Regions from separate parts of the Zea mays genome. Here region 2 is linked to region 1. The links are chromatin contacts, called in public Hi-C maps. All regions are on one chromosome and are shown on one strand. Each heading gives the region's core, a stretch centred on a gene start, on an enhancer-like site or on the middle of the called end of the contact. The rest is flanking DNA. Distances are from core to core; before and after follow the strand shown. Region 1 holds the start of LOC103629955 (E2F transcription factor-like E2FE). Region 2 holds the start of LOC100286124 (dynamin-2A).

The links. Hi-C and Micro-C count contacts between places; a contact is called where the count stands out from the background.
Region 2: a contact with region 1 is called in a Hi-C map of leaf, with 6 times the contacts expected there. The contact joins the promoter of LOC100286124 here to the promoter of LOC103629955 in region 1. A contact is called at or near these places in 4 of 25 Hi-C or Micro-C datasets (ear, leaf and tassel).

What each region holds. Positions count from the first base shown.
Region 1 is chr6:125,971,760-125,976,200 of Zm-B73-REFERENCE-NAM-5.0, forward strand. LOC103629955 (E2F transcription factor-like E2FE) reads left to right here and starts at 2,974. Exons shown (of 11, transcript XM_008651054.4): 1 at 2,974-3,297; 2 at 3,403-3,523; 3 at 3,624-3,701; 4 at 3,810-3,878; 5 at 3,974-4,100; 6 at 4,192-4,259; 7 at 4,342-4,414. The coding sequence starts at 3,101.
Region 2 is chr6:126,138,049-126,142,401 of Zm-B73-REFERENCE-NAM-5.0, forward strand. It overlaps LOC100286124 (dynamin-2A), which reads left to right and starts at 2,802. Exons shown (of 22, transcript NM_001159012.2): 1 at 2,802-3,038; 2 at 3,164-3,214; 3 at 3,320-3,440; 4 at 3,553-3,657; 5 at 4,037-4,098. The coding sequence starts at 2,898.

The DNA of each region.
Region 1 (4,441 bases), core at 1,724-4,223:
ACTTCTAACAACACTTGTTTACTTTTTTGTTAACTAGTTGAGGCTGAAGAGGTAAAATTTTCTTTGTTGTGAGATTATGAGGTTGTTATTTCTCAAAAATGGTTATGTTATTTACATAATACTCCCTCCGTTCCAAATTAAAATTCATTCCAGTTAATTAATGGGTTCATACAATATTTGATGTATGTGTTTTGCATATGTGTCAAGGTTCATCTTTATATATTTCAATATATACATAAAAATGAAGAGCTAAACCGACTAGTATTTTAAACCGGAGGGAGAATCAGGTAGCAACAGCGATTGCGCTTTATAACAACTTGGAAAAGAAGCCTTTTACAACAATACATTGTTGGGTGATCTTTAGGAATGAACCTAAGTGGTTACACTTATAGAAGAAACTAGGACATTCATAATTTGGTTGTGGTAGCAGGGCGCTAATTAACCTTACAAATTCACCGGCACCTAAAGAAGGTAGTGAATCTTAAAATTGGCCCTTGAAGTGGCCAATTGGCTGGGGCACAACAAAATTTAGAAAGCGATATGCATCTATTGTAGGCAATCAATCAAGTTCAGAATACACAATTTTGATACCAAACTTGAATATTCAAAGGTTGGAACTTTGGAAAGAAATGGAAGGTGTTGTCGCATTGAAGATTAACAAGCAAGTGAGCTTCTATGAGGAGGCGTACAAGCAGAAGTAGAGAATGGATGAGCATCTTGTAGAGCCGAAAAGGAAGATGTGGGAAGTACTAGTTGCCAAGGAAGAGGAGTGCATCATCTCAATCGATATGTCCACCTTGAATCCTGCATGGTGGATGTTCTATGAAGCAAAGTAGCGTCAAAATCTTTAGCGATACACATCAACCTCAAAGCGAAGCTTGCAATTGCTGAAGTACTTTATCATATTGTTAATGCATTCTAAATTACTATAAGATTGTTGGTGATGTAAACTTGTGGTTGATGATAATGTGACCAGGCATGGAGCCACGCCTCCTAGCTCTGCCTTTCCTCATCCTCAACTAACAAGCGAAGGGCCAAACTTCCAGCATCGTTGTCGAACACCATCCATCAATCTCTCCTATGTCTAAGCAAAAGCATAAGCGTTGTGATTGTGCCATCATTGCTTGCTGTGTTAATAAACGTGAAAGAATTATGGTGCAATGACTTGTGAATGAAATGATCATTCCTCGGGCTTTATATAGGCACGACAAGCTTCTAGTTGGAAGCTCCTCCCATGTAAGACAATGTGAAACTTTCATCGCAAGCCACATCCACATGACATAATCTTTCCACAACAGGTATGTACGAGCGTATACACACGACCCTACAATACAAATTTTTTAGCGATATACATGCATGGCTCTGAAAAACTATGTCCTTAGACAAATAATAGTAGATGTACTATCAATCGTATATGAAGTATGTACAACTGAAATATGTAACAACAATACACAATGTTAAATGGTTATTATGTTGATATAGAGTGAAGTGGTAGACAGAATGGTTATAGAGGAGGAAATATGAGGGTAAGAATCTTTTAGTGTGAAGTAGTTAAAAATATAAATAGAAAGTGCATATTGAGAGAGTTGTTGGGGGACCATTGGAAACAATCTTATAGCACTATTTTTCTCAGACTCTCCAACCATTCCCTCATACATCTCCCACTATATAAGATTTATATTATATTTTAATACACCCCTAAAAGATACTCTCCCTACATATAGGGTGTCTCTAATCATTCTCCCTATACATTGTAACACAATTATTTAACAATTATTTATCATTTTTTGAAATTTAAAATGAATCATATGATCACTCGCTATATACGTAGTGTTTCCTCTCCCCTTAGTATGGAGGGCTTTAGGAGAAATCATTGGAGGGCAATTTCCCCTAAAGCTCCTCCTATTTAGGGTGGAGGGTCTGGGTGAACTATTGAAACTAGTCTTAGGTTCTCTTTATAACCTCTAGAATTAATAGTTAGTTGCAAAAAAATAGATGTAGATGTTCTAAACACCCTTAGCTGATACCCCAACTAATTGTTATATATCTCACAACTAACAATTAGTTTATCGACCGACTCAATTCAACCAACAATGTGTTAACTAGCTACCTATTCGCTTTACGAGTTCCAAACAAAGCCTTAATACATGTTGGCTCTAGCACTATGATGTTGTTTGGTTCACATTTTTATAATATGATAAGTAACTGGTAACATTAAATCATATTTGTTTAAGTTCAACCGTAACTAGATATCACAATGTAAACCAATAACGACCTATTTAGGCTTATTACCGGTGGTAGTCAAGTGTGAATCATTACTGTTGTCAATTATGTTATATTTTATGAACCGAACGACACCTATGTCCTTTGCTTTCAGGGGTGTTTGATTCTAGGAACAAGTTTCCCATCAGGAGCGAACAAAGCTCGCTTACATTTTATGTTATAAAATATATAAAACAAAATAGTCTCAAATAGATTCTTACTAAATAGATTTGATTTTTATGCAGCGAAGCAGTTCAAAACAAATCTGGTTTAGCATATCTAGAGTTTCTTTATATCATTTATATTATATAAATAAAAATAAGGATTTCAGTAAAAAACATTCCACCAACTTTCAATTAGATTCATATATTGCTATCTTTTAATCAAAAAATTTCGATATTTATACATGAAAAATATGATTTATTCTTAAAAATACGTATAATATATAGAAAAATTGTTAAAAAGTATATAGATATAGAGAGTAATTTGTATCTAAATGATTCTCCTAATTAAACTGTTGTAGTGTGAAAAGTTTAAGATATAAAAAAATGTTAAGAAAGCCGGAGCCGCGCGGAAAACTTTAAACCGACAAGGTCGCGGCAACGCGGGATGGAGGCGTTTGAAAAGTTGTGGATCCGCTGTGGCGGGCGCCAAATTACCCAACGGCCTCGCGTGAATTCTCTCCTCGAGTCCCCGTCCAGCTCCGCAGATCTACAGGGACGAAAGGACAGTCGAAAAAAAAATCACTTCAGGTAAGGGCGAAGAAGAGCATTCCCTCTCCCGGTCTCCCCATCTCCCGAACCGCGTGAGCCAAACCCTCCCAGCTCGCGCGCCCTCGATGGATGCCTCCGCCGCCACCCCCGCCCCCGGGCCTTCCTTCTCTGGCGCCGAGTCCTCCGCGGCCGCCGCCCAGCCGCCGGCGGAGGCTCCGCAGTTGCGCGTCCACGGCGCCGGCAGCGGCAGCGGCGTCGCGCGAGCCTGCCGCCACCACGCGTACAGCCGCAAGCAGAAGTCGCTCGGCCTTCTCTGCTCCAAGTAAGGCCAGTTCTCGCTTCTCACGCCCTCGGTTTCGCCCGGGATGCTCGCGGTGTGCGGTCCCTTGAGCCCTTGACCTTTGGTATCATCCCTTCCTTCTTGAAGCTTCGTGGCGCTGTACGACCGGGAGGACGTGGAGGTGATTGGGCTGGACGACGCGGCCAAGCGTCTCGGCGTCGAGCGACGCCGGATCTACGACATAGTCAACGTTCTCGAGAGCGTCGGGGTGAGCCGTCCTTGGAATGCGATTTCGCGTTCTTATGTTTTCGAACTGTGATGTGCTATCCTGCTTTAACAATTCCTGGGTGTTGGGGGACCTCTTGCAGATTCTTGTGCGGAGGGCCAAGAATCGGTATACATGGCTCGGATTCGGGGGAGTCCCTGCTGCGCTGAAAGAACTCAAGGTCTGAATTAGATCCTGCAGTTCTGAATCCCACCCATCTTAGCTACCATTACTAATCTCGTTATCCACAATTTCTCCCTCTTTTGTCAATCGTGTTTGGTCTGATTAGGAGAGGGCGCTAAGGAAGATGTCCGGATCACCGGTGTTACTGTCAATGGAGGACTCCTCTACTGCCAACGTTAGTTTTCTTCAACTGGATTTGCTTGAAATTGGTCTTGTTACAAAATACCTGCTGTTGGTGTATCAATTTCTTTGGGGTTTGTGATTGCAAAGTTATCAGATGATGAGGATGATGAAAAATTGGGCGATGCTGATGAAGATGCTGAGAGCGAGAAGCTCAGCCAACCTGTTGACAATACGTCTGATAAGCCTGACGCACCCAGCTGCCGCCTTAGATCTGGTATAGAGGTTTAGTTCTTTTCTTGTTTTACATAGAGCCTTCTATCTTTTATGTTGTGTGCTCACTTAGAGTTTTGGTGTTGTATACATAGATCATCGGAAGGAGAAGTCCCTTGGGCTCCTCACTCAGAATTTTGTCAAGCTCTTCCTCAACATGGAGGTGAGAGGACTGAAATCACCCTGTATGGTTTGGGTTATTTCCCTTTCGCACTTAACTGTAATGAGGCTTGTATTTCGTACAGGTTGGGACAATCTCACTTGACGAAGCTGCAAGGCTTCTCCTTGGAGAGGGACATGCAGACAGCAACATGAGAAGTTAGTACATGCATTCCTTTTGTTTAA
Region 2 (4,353 bases), core at 1,552-4,051, 170 kb after region 1:
AGAGTTGAATAGCACTTGGAGAGATTTGGTGCTGAAGGAGGTCGCCATAGGGGTCCTTTTATAGCCTCCAAAGGCCTCATAGTCGTTGCTCCTTCCTTAGAAAAACTTGCCAAAATTCAGCTTTCTGCGAGGGCACCGGATCGCCCGGTGCACCACCGGACTAGGTCCACATGTCCCGAGTCTGGGATCCTGATTGGTGGTTTCCTGTTCTAGCGGGCACCAGACCGGTCCATTGCACCACCGAACCGGGTGCCACATCAGCTAGTCGTTGGCAGGTGGTTCGGTGCGCCACCAGACCGACACTATTCATGGTGTGGCAAAATTTATAATAAATTCCTGAGAACACTGAGTTCGGCCGTACAGCCAGTCCGGTGCACATGGACCTGGTCCGGTGTGCCAGGCTGTCCAACGACTATGTCTAGGCCCTCACGAACATGGTCCGGTGCTCCATTGGACCGATCTGGTGAGACCTAGACCAACACAACTTAGGCTCTTTTGAGCCTAAGTTCTCCAATCTTTTCGTCTCTTCTTAGAAGCTTCCCTACAACTTAGGCACAAATTATTAGTACTTAATCCAATGGACTAAGTTAGAAAAACTTACCTCTTTCAAAAATATTCGATTTAGTTCCCTATTTTGCTTACGCTAGGTCCAAAATGCACTTTTCTCTACAAAAAGAGTTAGAGACCAAATAAAAGTGCTAGAAACATTGCAATGAACATATGCAACATGTTTAAGCGTGTAAACCTCACAAATTTACCATTTCTCTTCAAGTTGCATTTTAGGCCTCCATTTAAGCTCTTTTGGACTTAATGTCTTCAAATTGCATTGTAGTAGACTTGTGCTCGTACTCATACTACACAAGTTAGTCCATGATGATGTGTTGAACACTTAATCACCAAAACAAGTAGAAATGGATGGTAGGCACATTTCCCTTTCAAGCTCTCTGCTCAAAACCGGTTGAAACCAGTTCTACCAACTTTGGAGTGCCATTCAACCATATTTTGCGCAGAAAGTTCAATAGTCACCCTCTTGAGAGAGCCACCTATATATATCCTATCCTCTCTCTCCCCTCATTTACTTTGGCTGCTCAACACATTTACTCCCCACCAAACTTCAAACAAGAGCTCCAATTCTCTCTCACACCCCAAATCTCGCGCTCTTCGATTGATTGAAGGAGCATTTTGGTGTGAGGTTTGAGTTCCTTGAATCCACGATTTGGTTTCCATTATCCTTCTCTTTTCTCCCTTATTTGAGCTTGTTGCAAACATCAACTCGTGCGAATGTGTTACTCTTGGAACCTAGTGTTCCTTGATGAGTGAGGTTGTTTAGGAGTCTCCGAATTTGTGGACGACCCTAAGAAGTTTGTATCACCTGCTTTTTGAGCTAATTTGAGAAAGGAACTGTCTTGACCTTCATGGTCGGCTAAGGGAGGATTAGGGTTAGAAAGGACCTGGCTCCTCGTGGGCTCCTCAACGGGGAGTAGGACACATTTGCGGTGTGGCCGAATCTCGGGATAAATCTTGTGTTCTTGTTGTGTTCATCTTTGTGATTTATCTTTAACAAGCAAGGAGTTGTGTGATTCTTCGCGCGTGTGGATTTTGTAGAGTTGCTTCACTTCCATAACATTTTCATCTAGATTGTCCCTAGAACTCGTGTCTAAAAGAAACTCTTATTATTATCCGCGTTGTTCTTGATTTAGATCTACTCTCGCAGTTGAACTGGTTCATAGTGGTTCAAGTGCCCCTGGTAGCGGTTGAACCGGCTAACAACAGTCTAATTGGTAATTTGACTTTATTTTGAAGTTTTTGGTGAAAATTTTAGGTATAGTCTATTAACCGCTCTAGGCTACCGAACCATTAGTCTTGTCTCTAGTTGTGTTAAGTTTCATGTAAAAAGATGATTTTATCCTTATTAAAGGTGGCCCATATAATTTGTTGTAATATATTTCAATAATAATTTGTAGTAAACTATTTTAATAAATACTTATTTTGTATTAAATTTTGTAATAAAAATTACTATCATTATTTATATTAAAACAATGTACTACAAACTATTTAAAAAATTATAAATGTAGAGATTTAAAGTTGAATGATCACAATATTTCAAAAAAAATAACAACGTTATTTTTATTACAACTTTAATACAAATTTAAGTGTTTATATTAAAATAGTGCACTTTAGATTATCATAGAAATATATTACACTTAACAACAAATTATATCTATCTTCAATAAAGGTAAAATCATATTTTTAGGGCTAGTTTGGAAACTCTATTTTTCCAAGGGAAAATGAACTAATTTTTTCTTGGAAAAAAGAAAATCCCTTCTGAAAATAGGGTTCTCAAAACTAGCCCTTATATAAAAATTATCCCGTTGGATATTAGAACTAATGGTAGTAGAACTAAATTTATATTTAATGTTATGTAGAAAAAAATATAATTTAAAGATCAAGAAAATAACCTGATATTTTTTAGTAGTAAATTGTCTAAAAAAGAAAATTTGGATCTATACCATTAGAAGATTACAACTTTAGACATATATTAATATATTATTGCTATCTCACTTACATGTAAGATTCACATGAGTCAATGACATATGGATCCAATAATCTAAAGTTACAATGGTAATTATTGCAAAAAAATAAAATAAATGTGCACCTTCGCAGCCAAGCAAGCAAACGAGTCCGTTGATGTGCTCCTCGCCTCCTCCAGTCCCACCTTCTCCGCTGTATGTGAGTCTGTCCCTCTCGTGTGTCGCCCAAATCCATCACCCCCCACGTCTCTCCCATCCCATCCCCGTGTAGATTTCAAATCCGCGTCAGAGCTCAGGTCTGGGTCTCCTCCTTCGCCGCCAGTTGCCTCCTCCAGTCGAGATCCGCCGTCGGGGAGACCACTGACCATGGAGGCCATGGAGGAGCTATCGGAGCTCGCCGAGTCGATGCGCCAGGCGGCGTCACTCCTCGCCGACGACGACCCCTCCGACGACGCCGCGCCGCGTCGCCCCACCACCTTCCTCAACGCCGTCGCCCTCGGCAACGTCGTGAGTATCGGTCCTCCGCCGTTCTCAGCACACTAGACCCCTCGCGATCTGCTCCTGCTGCTAGCGTGCCGCACTACTGCTCGTGTGACCCGATCTGATCTTTTCCGATCCGTTTGTTCATGTAGGGCGCTGGCAAGTCGGCCGTGCTGAACAGCCTCATCGGCCACCCGGTCTTGGTGAGCTCCTACCTCCTAGCCGAGCAGCTTAGTTCCCTTTCGTCCCTTTTCCCTTGTCGTGCTGTGTTTTTTACTGGATTTGGATGGTATTGGTGTGCGGTGCAGCCGACGGGGGAGAACGGGGCGACGCGGGCGCCGATAGTGGTTGACCTGCAGAGGGAGCCGGGGCTCAGCAGCAAGTCCATCGTGCTGCAGATCGACAGCAAGTCGCAGCAGGTTTCCGCAAGTAAGTTGGATCTCGTGGCCGTGCTTCATGCATCTATTAGCGAGTTCTGGAAGCTTGGGACTGAGCCTGATCTTGACCTTGAAATTTCCTGGTTCGTTCTGCTGTGCTGCAGGTGCTCTCCGGCATTCACTGCAGGACAGACTCAGCAGGGGAGCATCTGGTGGATCAGGGAGGGGCCGTGTTGATGAGATTTACCTCAAACTGCGGACCAGTACAGGTTTGTTTGTGCTGCGAGTAGTATAACCATTTAAGCAACTATGCAGCTGTTTTTCTTTCCGTTTCACCAGCATCGTACAGAACAAGGTGTTGAGTATATGCTCATACTTTTGGTGATGGTGTAAGGTGTTGAAAAATGATATGCGTAAATTGAACGATGATGAAATAACAGCTGGGATATGTATGCTTGTGAGTTTTGCACGCTCTGTGTTGGCAAGTTGCCTGTAGAGCAGTATAATCATTTACGGGTACATGTTTATATGTTCTAACATTGGTGAACCCACACATAATTTCTGTACTAAATATGCTTTGTTAGTTTGCTTTTATTTGCTGTGCTGCTTTATGAAATCCTCACCGTATTTTTCTTGCCTTTTGTTCAGCTCCCTCATTAAAGCTGATTGATTTACCTGGGATAGACCAGCGAGCTGTTGATGATTCCATGGTAGGTATTTGAATTATTTCTAAACTATTTTTGCTATACATAGATGCTTAGAGATTAGGTGTAGTGCTGATTAACTGGTTGCACCATAATATCCACAATGAACTTTCATCAGACCATTGGAGCTGTTGATGATTCCATGGTAGGTATTTGAATTATTTCTAAACTATTTTTGCTAGACATAGATGCTTAGAGATTAGGTGGAGTGCTGATTAACTGGTTGCACCATAATATCCACAATGAACTTTCATCAGACCA